Linked DNA regions of Sus scrofa: all the other regions are linked to region 3. The links are chromatin contacts, called in public Hi-C and HiChIP or PLAC-seq maps. All regions are on one chromosome and are shown on one strand. Each heading gives the region's core, a stretch centred on a gene start, on an enhancer-like site or on the middle of the called end of the contact. The rest is flanking DNA. Distances are from core to core; before and after follow the strand shown. Region 1 overlaps TNFRSF21 (tumor necrosis factor receptor superfamily member 21). Region 2 overlaps LOC110261707 (a long non-coding RNA gene). Region 3 holds the start of TNFRSF21 (tumor necrosis factor receptor superfamily member 21).

Region 1 (4,407 bases), core at 1,881-4,380, 65 kb before region 3:
GCCTGGTAAATCATTTGCCAAAAAAAAACCTGCCCGATGACATGTTATCAGTCCTTCCCCGAAACACACACTTGATAGCATCGTAGGATAAATGGTGACCGATACTCCTGGACACGGGTTCCTGGCCAGACAGTTGGGGCTATCAAGATTTTCTAGGTGGGTCCCGACTGGCTAATGACGTGGTTTCTCGCAGGCCAGTCTCACCTCAGAGTTCAGGGCAGGTCATTCAAATGACCCAACGCCTCCTGGAATGGGGAACCCGTGGAGGGGAAAAACCCAGGCACTCTTTTGGGGGAGGTTTAAAAATGAATGCAGAGGAGGGATAAATTAAGAATTGGGGATCAACTTTAAAAAATTATAGAAAACAATACTTAAAAATCATTCTAGTTGATGAAATTCAAAGCTTTGGGTAAGTCCAATAAAGAATATTCTTTGGGAGTTCCCATCGTGGCTCAGTGGTTAATGAATCCAACTAGGAATCATGAGGTTGCGGGTTTGATCCCTGGCCTCGATCAGTGGGTTAAGAATCCAGCGTTGCCATGAGCTGTGGTGCAGGTCGCACACCCGCCTCGGATCTGGCATTGCTGTGGCTGTGGCCTAGGCCAGCGACTACAGCTCCAAAAAGACCCCTAGCCTGGGAACCTCCATATGCCGAGGGTACGGCCCTAGAAAAGACAAAAAACAAAGAATATTCTTTGGAAAATAAAAGAATTTGTGGTTCACAAATACACACTACTATATATAACATAGATAAACAACAAAGGGAGTTCCTGTTTAGCTCAGCGGTAATGAACCCGACTAGTATCCCTGAGAATGAAGGTTTGATCCCTGGCCTTGCTCAGTGGGTTAAGGATCTGGCATTGCCATGAGCTGCAGAGTATGTTGCAGATGCCCCTTGGATCTGGTGTTGCAGTGGCTGTGGTGTAGGCCAGCAGCTGCAGCTCCTCTTTGACCCCTAGCCTGGGAAATTCCATATGCTGCAGATGTGGCCCTAAAAAGACAATCCCCGCCCCCCCCCCCGCCAAAAAAAAACACCTACTGCACAGAGAACTATATGCAATATCTTATAATAACCTATAGCGGACAAGAATCTGAAAAAAATACATGTCTGTGCGTGTGCGTGTGTGTGTGTGTGTGTGGGAGGGGTAACTGAATCACTTTGCTCTACATCTGAAACACTGTAAATCAATTATGCTTCAGTAAATAAAAGTAAAAAAAAAAAAGAGTGAATTCATGTTGGGAGCCATCTGTACCTTTGGTTATAAAGGAGCCGGTCCTGCTCAGCGCGGAGGAGCCGCTGGAGGTGGAGTCACAGCGCAGGAGGGGCTCGGACTCATCCACGAAGAAGCCCTTGTTCTTATCCAGCGGGGAGGGCTCCACCGTCAGCAGTGTGGAATTCTCAAGCTTCGTGTTGGGGCTGGGGATGGGGCTTGGGCTGAGGGGGCTGGGGCTCATCGGGAGAGCCAGTTTGTCGGTTTCCAGCTGTGGACGAGAACAAGAAATTTTTATTTACTTCAAAAATTATAGATGGAGTTCCCATCGTGGCTCAGTGGTTAACGAATCCAACTAGGAACCATGAGGTTTCGGGTTCGATCCCTGGCCTCACTCAGTGGGTTAAGGATCCAGCGTTGCTGTGGCTGTGGCCTAGGCCGGCGGCTACACCTCCGATTCAACCCCTAGCCTGGGAACCTCCACATGCCGCAAGAGGGGCCCAAGAAATGGCAAAAAAAAAAGACTTAAAAAAAAAAAGACTTTAAAAAAAAGACTTTAAAAAAAAAACAAAACCCAAAATTATACAAACTATAATGGAAAAGAATCTGAAAAAGTACATCATGTGTATACATATATACACATACATATGCACACACACACCCTGAACCACTGTGCTGTTCACCAGAAACCAACATGACCTTATAAAGCAACTATACTTTAATTAAATAAATAAATTTTAATTTAAAATTTATGGAGAAATGTAATTCTCAGACAACTTTTTTTTTTAGCTTTTTAGGGCAGAACCTGTGGCATATGGAAGTTCCCAGGCTAGGCGTCAAATCGGAACGGCAGCTGCCAACCTGTGCCACAGCCACACCAACACCAAATCTGAGCTGCGTCTGCAACCTATACCACAGTTCATGGCAATGCCAAATCCTTAACCCATTGAGCGAGGCCCTAAAAAGCAAAAAAAAAAAAAAAGCTTGAAAAAGATAATGAGACAGGAAAACCCCAAAGGCAAAAGGGGCTGGAAGCTGAGAGGGAGGACCACCCCGCTGGAGCCAATGGGAGGCCTCTTCAGGATGCAGTGGAGACCACAAAGCCTGCATTCTGCCGTGCGGCAGGGGTGGTGGGTGGGGGTGGCAGTGATGCTCAGGGAAACAGCAAGAAGGCAAATAAACATGACGGTTACAGAGGGAGACAGTGAGCGGATCGTGACCTCTCTGGCTGGTGCTTGGGGGCTGGATTTGAGAGAGGCAAGAATTTCCACAGGGAGACCAGTTAGGAAGCCAGGTGAGGTATGATCGTGGCCTGTCCCAGGGTGCGCAGTGGAGATGGGAGGAAGTGACAAGTGGGATCGCCGCATTTTACAGGTGAAATGACAAAGGCTCGGGAAGGTGCACAGATGCTGGGAGAAAGCCAGGGCTCAATTCAAGTCCCTTGGCACTCCACATTAGAAATCTGACAGGCACTGGTGGCATCTCGGAGTCAGCTGGCTTTGGCTTTTTTTTTTTTTTGGTCTTTTTAGGGCCATACCTGTGGCATATGGAAGTTCCCAGGCTAGGGCTCCAATTGGAGTGACAGCTGCCAGCCTACACCACAGCCACAGCATCTCAGGATCCAATCCGCATCTGTGACCTACACCACAGCTCACAGCAATGCCGGATCGTTAGCCCACGGAGCAAGGCCAGGGATCAAACCTACATCCTCACAGATACTAGTCAGGTTTGTTAACCACTGAGCCGTGCCAGGAATTACTGGTTTTATCTTGTTATTGGTTCCTCAGAAGTGGAAGGAAATCTGGAAGCCATGTGACCAGATGATGCAGGGCAGGGTTCAGGGAGTGATGTGTGCTCTCGCCAGAGCTATTAATCCCCCATCATTAGAAACCTCCGGACTCCACTCCCACATGACCAGTGACACATCTTCAAGTTCCTCCATCAAGAAGACACTGACCCTCATTTCAACAGATGACGCTGAACAGTTAGCTGTAAAAGGCAAAAAATACAGCTGCCTCTTGTTCAACCTCTAAGGCCTGAGAAATCCTTGCAACAGAGGGCAGATTCTGAAGACCTCTGGTGACAGCCCATCGAAAGTCCCAATAGGTTTTCCCTCCGTAAAACCGCCCACATCCTGCTTCTGCTTCCGGTACAAGATAAGACTTGGATACCATGCCTTCCCATCAGCCTCTTTTGATCCGCAAACAAGTTTTACGGGTATATTTTTAAGATGTGAGTCCATTAGGCCCTGGCACATGCCCCTCCTCCCTGAAAATGCACACTGCCATTCATGCCAACACGCTTTTTTTTATTCACTCAGTTAAACAAAGAGCACTTGTCTACACTCTGGTTCTCAGGGATAGTACACTGGACGACACGGTCAGTCAATATAGGGCACTGTTCTGGCTTTTAAAAAGAAATTCCCACCCACAAATCACATGCCAACAGACTAAGAAGTCCACCCACCTATTTCCTGAACTCAGTTCAAAACTTTAAATATTTAATCCCCCCGCCTTGCTTTGTGCCAAAGGATCTTATCAGTGGAAATGAAGCACATGAGTTCTAACATACATTAGCAACACAGAATGCGGAGGTGATGCTGGCTAATAACTAATTGTGAGTCAAATGAATGGGAAAATCCACTAAGAATGGTTTTAATATCTCCACAGTGGTGCTAACAACCACAGCAAAAGCCAGAGACCATCTGACAAGCATCTTTCTAGAAAATCTATTCTGCTACTAAGTATAGCTGATCCTTCACTATGAGGAGGATACATAGTAGCTGGTCATATTCCAGACTTCTCTGAAGTTACTTGCATTTTTTTTCCTATAAGAAAAAGAAACGCAGGGGTGTGTGTGTGTGTGTGCGCGCTTGCGCAGAATGGACTGGGAGTTTGGGGTTAGTAGATACAAACTGTAACATTTAGAATGGATAAGCAATGGGGTCCTGCTGTACAGCACAGAGAACTATATTTAATCACTAGTGATAGAATATGATGGGAGACAAGAGAAAGAATATATATATACATATATATGTATATATAGATGTATGACTGGGTCACTTTGCAGTATAGCAGAAATTGACAGAGCATGGTAAATCTACTACAATAAAAAAAAATGGTTAAAAAAGAAAAAAATTGCCCCTAGAAACTCCCTTTACCTTAATATTGACAATATCCATCAAAGTTGGTTTGTG
Region 2 (4,287 bases), core at 1,033-3,532, 110 kb before region 3:
TATTGTGGAAATCAAAATTTCTAAGTCACATCCTCACCCTTATTGGCACTTATAAGGATACTCTATGCATCAAGCACTGAACTGATTTCTTTATATATATACATCCTTTAATCTTCACAACCACTATATGAGGTTTATTACTACTATTATTATTTTGCAAACATAGGAATGAAGGTTCAGAGAGGTTGACTTGCTCAAGGTAACAAACACACATCTTATAAGTGGTGCAGCAGAGACTCAGAACCCAGCAGTCAGACCCTCAAGCTCACTCAACAGTCAGATCTTTGGCTTGACAACCACGAAGGAGCAAAGCCAGTTTTCAGGTCACCATATGACTGATTTTAGGAGGCAAATATTTAATTAGTCCTCTCTAAGTGGAGGACTGCTACAGGAGTGGCAGGATAGATAGCCAAGCAAGATTTAAGGAGGAAGAGCCTGATTTGGGGGAAACGTGATTCCAGCGCTTGATTAATGAATGGATTAGAAATATATAGTGTTCAGGGAGTTCCCTGGTAGTCTAGTAGATAGGATTTGGTACTTTCACCACTGCAACCCAGGTTCAGTCCTTAGTCTGGGAACTGAGATTTCACATCATGCTATAGCCAAAAAATTTTTTTTTAATTTTTTCAATGAAATGTATAGTGTTCAAGGAACACCATCTATATATTCAAGAGGAAGAATCATTGGGGGTAAAAAGATGAACAAGACAAGGTCGCCACCATCATGTCATGTTCCATTCAGTGAGGATTCTGAGAAATTGTACAGCCACTTGTTAAAAAGAGTCAGGTGTGAAGGGCTGCCAGATTTAGTGTGTTGGCATGTATACACACACACACACACACACACACACACGCACGCATGCATGTACACATGCACACCCACACACGCATAAGACAGGGTGCTCAGTTAACTTTTTTTTTTTAATGGCCGCATCTGTAGCATATGGAAATTCCCATTCCAGGCATTGAATCCAAGTAGCAACTGTGACCTGGTAGTCTTAATTAATTTATTAATTAATAATCTGCGGTAACGTTGGACCCTTTAACCCACTACGCCAGGCCAGGGTTCTAACCTGTGCCTCTGCAGTGACCCAAGACAATGCAGTCATATTCTTAACCCACTGCCCACTGTGCCACAGTGGGAACTCTTTAAATATTAATTTCAAATAAATGACAGAAAAATTCATGTGTAAGCATTCTCTATGTACTATTTGGGCCACAATTATACTAAACAAATGTATTCATTTTTTATCCAAAATTCAAACCTCACCTAGTGTCCTGTATTTTATCTGGCAACCATGCTGCGTAATAGGCTTCCCGGCAGAGATTCAAAGTAGAAATGCAGGGCAGAGAGAGCCCTGGGAACAATTAAAGCCAAGATATCAGAAACGGCAAAGGGATGGAACACTGAGATAACCCAGAAGAAAAGATCACACCTAGTTGGGTGGTGAAGGATGGCCTTGCAGACCGTATTTGCACTTGACCTTAGAGGATGACTGGGTTTGCCTGTACACAAAGCAGCAGAGGTGGCATTTTAGGTCAAGGTGATGGTGTGAGTGAGCAAAGATGTGGAGGTGGGTTACAGTCAAATTACAGTTCCATCTAGTTAAGGACGATGAACTGAGCTGGATTAGAAGCCAAGTTTTTTCTGATTCCAGAACTCGTGCCAATTGCTTTCTACTTGTGGGAGCAGACCAAGGTCCCACAAGGAAGGAGTCAGTGACAACGGTTGGCTGGGAACAGACCGCCCAGAGACTACACGCCAGGCGGAGTCCTATGGGCTTAATTAAGACTAACTCAGTACGAGGAAAAATGCAACCATCCAAAGATACTACGTGCCCACGCTGTGGCTAACAGAGGCCTTCTGGAACCTTTAGGATGGAGAGTGAGGCAAGCAGCAGGGTCACAAAGCTGATCAGCTGGCCAGATGCTGCCTGTCCCCAGCACCTTTAAGTCCCTGACCTGTGTGGACATCCCGGCACCTGTAGTTTAGTCACACCAAGTCCACTGGGGACCAAGCAGACCCATGGCATTTTATTGGCCAAAGATACATTTGGCTTTCAGCAAAATATCAATATTCCAGGCACTGCATCCATGTTACATTGTATTTGTTTTTACCAAAAAATAAAAATAAAATTTTAAAACATCCCCAACTGTGTGCCCTCTGCTGTTAAGTCCGAAAAAAAGAGAAAAGCAGTTTACCGGGCTCATCCCTGATGGTGCTGACTCCGAAAATACCTTCCCGGTGAGTTCCTGGATCCTGGCAACCGTCCTGGGAAGCTTATCTTGGTTGCGAAAATGCATTGTTTCACCCAGTGGTTCTACCTGCCGGGGGCAGGAGGGCAGGGGAGGCTTTGGAGTGGGGGCGGGAGGGCCCCAGGGCAGGAAAAGTGGACAAAAGTGCTGTGTCTGCCTGTTACCAGTGACTCATCTGAAAGCACCTGGCCTCTGGGGGCTGCGTGCACACAGGGTGTCTCATCCTAAGGAGCAGAGTCTCCACCGGCCACACTGACAATCACCCCTTACTCATCCCTCTGAAGCCCTGGAGGAGAGCCTTAGGGATTAGCTCATGAATAATCACATCTACCGTCCCCTGGGGTGGGGGTGGGGGGGCAGGGGAGTGGAGGAAAGTCGGGGCGGGGCGGGGCGGGGGGGGGCTGTCCTTTAGAAAATCTTGTGAAGTGAAATCTTCCCTGGCCAAAGAAAGGACAGCATAGGCCACCAACACAACCAAAGCAACTGCTGTCTGTACTTCTCCGCCTGGTGTCCGGCACTGCTTATCTTTGAAAAGTGGGCACATTTCTTTAATTCTGATGTTAAACTCACTTCACATGTTTTCACCTTGAACTCTCTGCAGCTCAAAGATGCCTCTTTAGCAAGACTTAAGGGCCTAGAAACCTGAATAATTGTTCCCTCCCAGGGGAAGGAAGGTTGACTAAAAAGGGGCTTAAGGTAACTTGCAGTGATGAAGACAGTCATGTTTTAATTGGGGTGTTGGTTTCAGAGGGTGTACTTTGGTAAAACTCACCAAACAGTACACTCATGATCTGTGCATTTTATTGTGTATAATTATTGTGAGAATGGAAAATCAAGAAGAGGCAGAAAGCCAGAGTGCTGAGACTTCATTCGAGTTTTTTTGTGTGTGTGTGTGTGTGTCACACCCGCAGCATAGGGAGGTTCCCAGGCCAGGGGTTGAATGGGAGCTGTAGCCACTGGACTACACCACAGTCACAGCAACAGCAGATCCTTAACACACTGAGCAAGGCCAGGGATCGAACCTGCAACCTCATGGATCCTAGTCAGGTTCGTTAACCGCTGATAGTTAACCGCTGATTGTGTGTTCAATCCCTGGCCTTGCCCAGTGGTTTAAGGATCAGGCATTGCCATGAGCGATGGTGTAGGTGGCAGACCCGGCTCAGATCCCTCTTTGCTGTGGCTGTGGTGTAGGCTGGCGGCTACAGCTCTGATTGGACCCCTAGCCTGGGAACCCCCATATGCTGCAGGTACTGCCCTAAAAAGACCAAAAAAAAAAAAAAAAAAAAAGAATTATACCTTAATTTGGAGTTCCCATTGTGGCTCAGCAGGTTAAGGACCCAAGTTATCTCTGTGAAGATGGGGGTTCAATCCCTGGCCTGGCTCAGTGGGTTAAAGATCCAGCGTTGCCGTGAGCCATGATGTAGGTTGCAGACGTGGCTCTGATCTGGTACTGCTGTGGCTGTGGCGTAGGTCAGCAGCTGCAGCTCCAAATCAACCCCTAGCCCGGGCACTTCCATATGCCACAGGTGAGAACTTTAAAAGAAAAAAATTTATACCTCAGTTTAAAAAAATTTTTAAAACTACCTGATCCCAGATCCTGTGTCCCAGAGCCAGTTTCTGCCATACACCCTTGGAATCATCTCATCCAGAGCCTGAGCTAGCCGGGTGAATTCCCAAGAAGGGAATTCAGCAAATTATCCGTCCCCATAAAACAATCCAGTCGAGTTTCCTAAGTCTGATATTTAAATCCTTTATCTCATTTTATGTTTTAATCTTTGTTTTGTATTTTAGCTAAGTTAGACTAACTGACCCATGAAGTACATGAATATACAGATATTTCTTTTGTTTTTGTCTTTTTAGGGCCTCACCCTCAGCACATGGAGGTTCCCAGGCTGGGGGTCCAAATGGAGCTGTACCTGGTGGCCTACGCTGCAGCCACAGCAACTCGTAGGCTGGCACCAACAGCTCCAATTAGACCTCTAGCCTGGGAACCTCCATATGTCACAGGTGCAGCCCTAAAAAAACAAAAACA
Region 3 (4,124 bases), core at 186-2,685:
GGAAAAGCTATAGGGCATGCCCTAGAGCCCAACGCAGCCTGGGTGCTGAAGAAGCTGCCGCGCCCTGCAGGTTCACCTGCCAGGGCACAGGTATGGGAGAGAGAGGAAAGACGGGGGGAAATTCAGCTTCCTTTATGTAGAGCCCTCCCCCCCTCCCCCCATTCCAGCGCCAGCGCGCTGGCTGGCTGGCTGGGAGCCGGCGCTTTGGAGGCGCCTGAGAGTGGGTCTCAGGGTTGTTTTTTTCGGGGTGTGCAGAAACCGAGACCCACCCAGCCGAGGAAGAGAGATGGGGGAGGAGGCTTGGCGCCCTCTGGGCAGGCGAGGCGCGTCGGCACCCGGCGGTCTGGGCGGCCGGCACGCACGGGTCCCGCGCTCTCCACTGCGGTAGCATCCCGACATGACATTGCAGCTGCAACAAAGCGGCGGCCACCGCCAACCTCGCCGCCCACCCTGCGGCCCCAGCCCCACACCACGAGGACGGGGCAGAGGCCCGCGGCTGTAGGAGTGTGTGGAGGCGATGATGGCACTGGAAGAGCCAAGGAGGGAGAGAAGCCCTAATATGCGCAGGAAGCCCGGTGGCCACCTCCAGCGCCTCTCCCAGGCGGCCAGACTGCAGGGAAAACAATTCTCCTTCATTCCGGAGTCCCGGCCGAACCCTGTGCCTCCCCTACATGACCCGATCGGAGCTCTCCGCTGCGTAGCCCTCCCTTGCTTGCCAACCTCACCACCCGGCTGGCCTGACCCCGGCCCCCAGCAGTCGCGGCCAGGGGACCCGCCCCGCTCCCGGAGCCCGGCGCCTTCGGCTCCGGCTCGACCGCCGCCCCCGGCTTCCCCGCGCCACAAATGCTCACCAGGAAAAGAGAGCCCGCGATCATCGTGGTTCTGGCGATGCGGCTGCAGGAGGCCAGGGCGGTGCTGCTGCTCGTGGAGGTCCCCATGGCTGAGCCCGGGGCTCGCAGGGCGCCCGGGGTGCGTGGCCCCCCGGCAGCTGGAATCGGCTGCTGCTTCTGCCCAGCGCCGCATCCACCGCCGCCTCCCGAGCCGGGGGCCCATCTACCTCCAACACCCCATGTGCACTGCGGCAGCGGGACTGCCGGGCACAGAAGGAAGCGGCGAGGGAGGCTCCGGGGGCGCTCAGCACCTGCCCAGCTGCGCGGCAGCCCGGGCGGGGAGAAGCAGCCGCGGCTGCACCCCGCGCCTCCCCGTGCTCTCCTCCGACAACGGCTGCGGAGAACCAGGGAGGAGAGCTGGGCGCGAGAGAGCGAAGGAACAACTTCCCATAGCGAAGCCTCCAGCCGCTGCCAACCACCCTCCTCCGCTGCCCAGACCGGCCGGCGAGGGACTGAGTCGGGTGGCCGCCGGGCGCGGGGACACACGTGGTGGCGCCGAAGGGGCGGGGTATTGGCCCTTTGTGATGTCATCCCGAAGGAGGCCGGGCTCTTTGTGCGGTCGGAAACGGGAAGGCGTTCCAGGAGGAGCGAGGAGGGAGAGGATGCCCCTTGGCGTTCGCTAAAGAAATTGCAGCTGCTTATTGACCCAGGGAAAACGTTGCAAAGGTATGCGCACCGCTGACCCAAATTTACTTTTTTCTAAGATGATTCTCAGTAAATTATTTCTGCGACACACGCCTCTCTATCGTTTCTGGTGCAGTGAGTAAAGACAGCCAACAAAAATAAAGCATTTAGATTAACTGCGTACGGTAAAGAGTCCGGGGTGTTGGTTCTCAGACTTGGTTGCGCTTTAAAATCACCTGAAGAACGTAAAGCGTATATCTTAATGCTGGGTCCCATCCCAGAATTCTGATTTATTCAGAACAGGGTGAGGCCTGGGCATTGGGATTTTTTTTTTCCAGTTTTCCTGGTGATTGGGAGAGATTATGGGGCAGAGTGTGAAGAGACTCTGGGTGAGAGAATACAGTTAAGGAAATCCAAGACTAAAAATTCCAAACGGGAGGCCGCAGAGTTGGGTCCATGAATGAATGGTCTTCCAGAGGCCTTGGAAATCCTGGAAATAGGTGGGCAGGTGCATTTTCTTAAATAAAGGATGTAGAATTTTGAATCAGATTATCAGGGATCACTTCTCCCCCAAAAAAGTGTTCAGAATTTTTCAGCTGAGCTCCAGGTGCCTCTGGGGAATATAGAAAAGGGCAGTTACATGGTGCTTTCAAAGTAAGAACAACCATAGCTTCCCTTCAATGGGTGGCATCTCCTCCCTTTTTGTTTTGTTTTGTTTTGTCTTGTTTTTGTTTTTCAGGGCTGCACTCACGGCATATGGAAGTTCCCAGGCTAGGAGTCAAATCAGAGCTACAGCTTCTTGCCTATACCCCAGCAACCCACGGGATCTGAGCCGAGTCTATGCCTTACACCACAGCTCACCCCAACATGGAGTCCTTGACCCATTGAGCAAGGCCAGGAATAGAACCCGTGTCTTCATGGATACCAGTCGGGTTCCTTTCTGCTCTGCCACAGTGGCAACTCCTCCTGCATTTCTGAATGTGAGTGAGGACCTAGCATCCCTTTCTTTGTCTCAGGCATGGGGAGGTGGGCGGGGTCTTCTGACGGTGGCCACTGTTTCTGGTCCAGTAGTGTCCATCCTCTGGGTACTACAACACAGTACCTCTATTGAATAGGTACCCTATTGAAATGACCTCTTTGGCCATCTGTCTCACCTCACTTGTTTGTAAGCCCTGTGGCGCTCCGTTTCTTCTAGCTTTCCTTGACCCCTTCTTCTTCACAATAATACGCTTTCTCAATTATCCGCTACAAGATTCAATATGCGATAGTTCCCATTGTGGCTGCAGTGGAAAAGAATCTGCCTAGTATCCATGAGGATGCGAGTCCGATCCCTGGCCTCGCTCAATGGGTTAAGGATCCTGCATTACCGTGAGCTGTGGTGTAGGTTGCAGATGTGGCTCAGATCTCACTTTGCTGTGGTTGTGGTGTAGGCTGGGGGCTACAGCTCCAATTCAACCCCTACCTAGCCTGGGAACTTCCATGTGCCACGGGTGAGGTCCTAAAAGAAGGAAAAAAAAAAAAAAAAGACTTAATACCCAGTACCCCTAGAAGTGCCAGTTACTTGTTTCCTTATTAAAATATTTTGTTGACCTTTGTAATATGCACACATGGAAGATGAAAAAAATTAATATGAGAATTAGTTCCAGTTTATTCTTTCAAACATCTATCAGTAAAGAAAAACATTGTCCATAAATATTGGAGTTGAGGAAGTCATAATGTTTAACCTCTGGTGAAATTCAAAGAAGTTCTAGAAACCATTACCACTAAATATGGACTTTGGGGGAGAGGATTATATTTGGACTTGAACATCTCTAGCTATTCCCGGAAGTTCAGGGAGGAGGAGGAGTTCCCTGGCAGCCTAGAAGTTAAGGATTCAGTGTTGTCACTGTAATAGCTAGGGTTTGATTCCTGGCCCAGGAATTTCCACATTTGGCTTTAAAAAAAAAAAATTAGGAAGGAAATGCATTGTGTCTTCATATATAACAGTTTCAATTATTTTGTGAAAAATTTAAATGACCGGTCAATACCATCATAAGTCTTTTTAAAATAAGCTGCATGGGTATTAAAAAAAGAGAGAGAGAGAGAGACAATCAAAGCAATTGTTTGTTAGCCCATTTAACTCCTTGCATCCAAACTTACATTTCTCAAAGTAGGATCTGACTTGCTCCATGCATGAGGTAAATTTAGAGTTTAGAGTTTGGGTTCTTGTGCATGTAGAAGTCTTTTTCTCAAGTATCTGTCTTCCTAAAACCTAAACAAAATCTGAATTGTGCTTCCACTGCTTTCAGATGTCCCCATTTCCTGCTGTGACCTTGACCGCATAAATTTGAACTTGAACATCCATTCCAAGATGAAAAATTCCCTCAATTTTGTTTACTACTAACATTTAAATAAATGTTCCTGAGTTCCAGGGTTGAGGGTCCAGCATTGTCACTGCTGTGGAACCAGTTACAGCTTTGGTGATCCCTGGCCTGAGAACTTAGGCATGCCACAGGCACAGCCAAAAGAAAAAAAAAAAGCCCTCTATAGGAGCAATAGATTGTGTATAGTTTGAATCTAAATGGAGTATGAACCTTTATTACTTTGAATTAGAGTATATAAATGCTTTCA

The links. Hi-C and Micro-C count contacts between places; a contact is called where the count stands out from the background. HiChIP or PLAC-seq counts read pairs in DNA pulled down with a chosen protein or histone mark.
Region 1: a contact with region 3 is called in an H3K27ac HiChIP or PLAC-seq map of skeletal muscle, with 3 times the contacts expected there. The contact joins the enhancer-like site here to the promoter of TNFRSF21 in region 3. A contact is called at or near these places in 6 of 47 Hi-C or Micro-C datasets (embryonic fibroblasts, heart right ventricle, liver and 3 more) and 2 of 2 datasets of contacts at active chromatin or transcription factors (alveolar macrophages and skeletal muscle).
Region 2: a Hi-C map of liver shows a contact between it and region 3, with 2.7 times the contacts expected there. The contact joins the enhancer-like site here to the promoter of TNFRSF21 in region 3. A contact is called at or near these places in 1 of 5 promoter capture datasets (liver), 2 of 47 Hi-C or Micro-C datasets (embryonic fibroblasts and liver) and 2 of 2 datasets of contacts at active chromatin or transcription factors (alveolar macrophages and skeletal muscle).

What each region holds. Positions count from the first base shown.
Region 1 is chr7:42,022,926-42,027,332 of Sscrofa11.1, forward strand. TNFRSF21 (tumor necrosis factor receptor superfamily member 21) reads right to left here. Exons shown (of 6, transcript XM_003128430.4): 5 at 1,254-1,482. Among named protein-coding and RNA genes, the nearest start is that of TNFRSF21, 66 kb to the right of the region's middle. Within about 2 kb of position 3,131, at least 22 of the 83 cell types and tissues checked have an H3K27ac peak or open chromatin away from gene starts, as enhancers often do. A contact at or near this core is called in alveolar macrophages, liver, retroperitoneal adipose tissue and 1 more, where this site is marked.
Region 2 is chr7:41,980,564-41,984,850 of Sscrofa11.1, forward strand. It overlaps LOC110261707 (a long non-coding RNA gene), which reads left to right. Exons shown (of 3, transcript XR_002346172.1): 3 at 1,658-2,145. Among named protein-coding and RNA genes, the nearest start is that of TNFRSF21, 110 kb to the right of the region's middle. Within about 2 kb of position 2,283, at least 16 of the 83 cell types and tissues checked have an H3K27ac peak or open chromatin away from gene starts, as enhancers often do. A contact at or near this core is called in liver, where this site is marked.
Region 3 is chr7:42,090,086-42,094,209 of Sscrofa11.1, forward strand. It overlaps TNFRSF21 (tumor necrosis factor receptor superfamily member 21), which reads right to left and starts at 1,436. Exons shown (of 6, transcript XM_003128430.4): 1 at 852-1,436. The coding sequence starts at 1,421.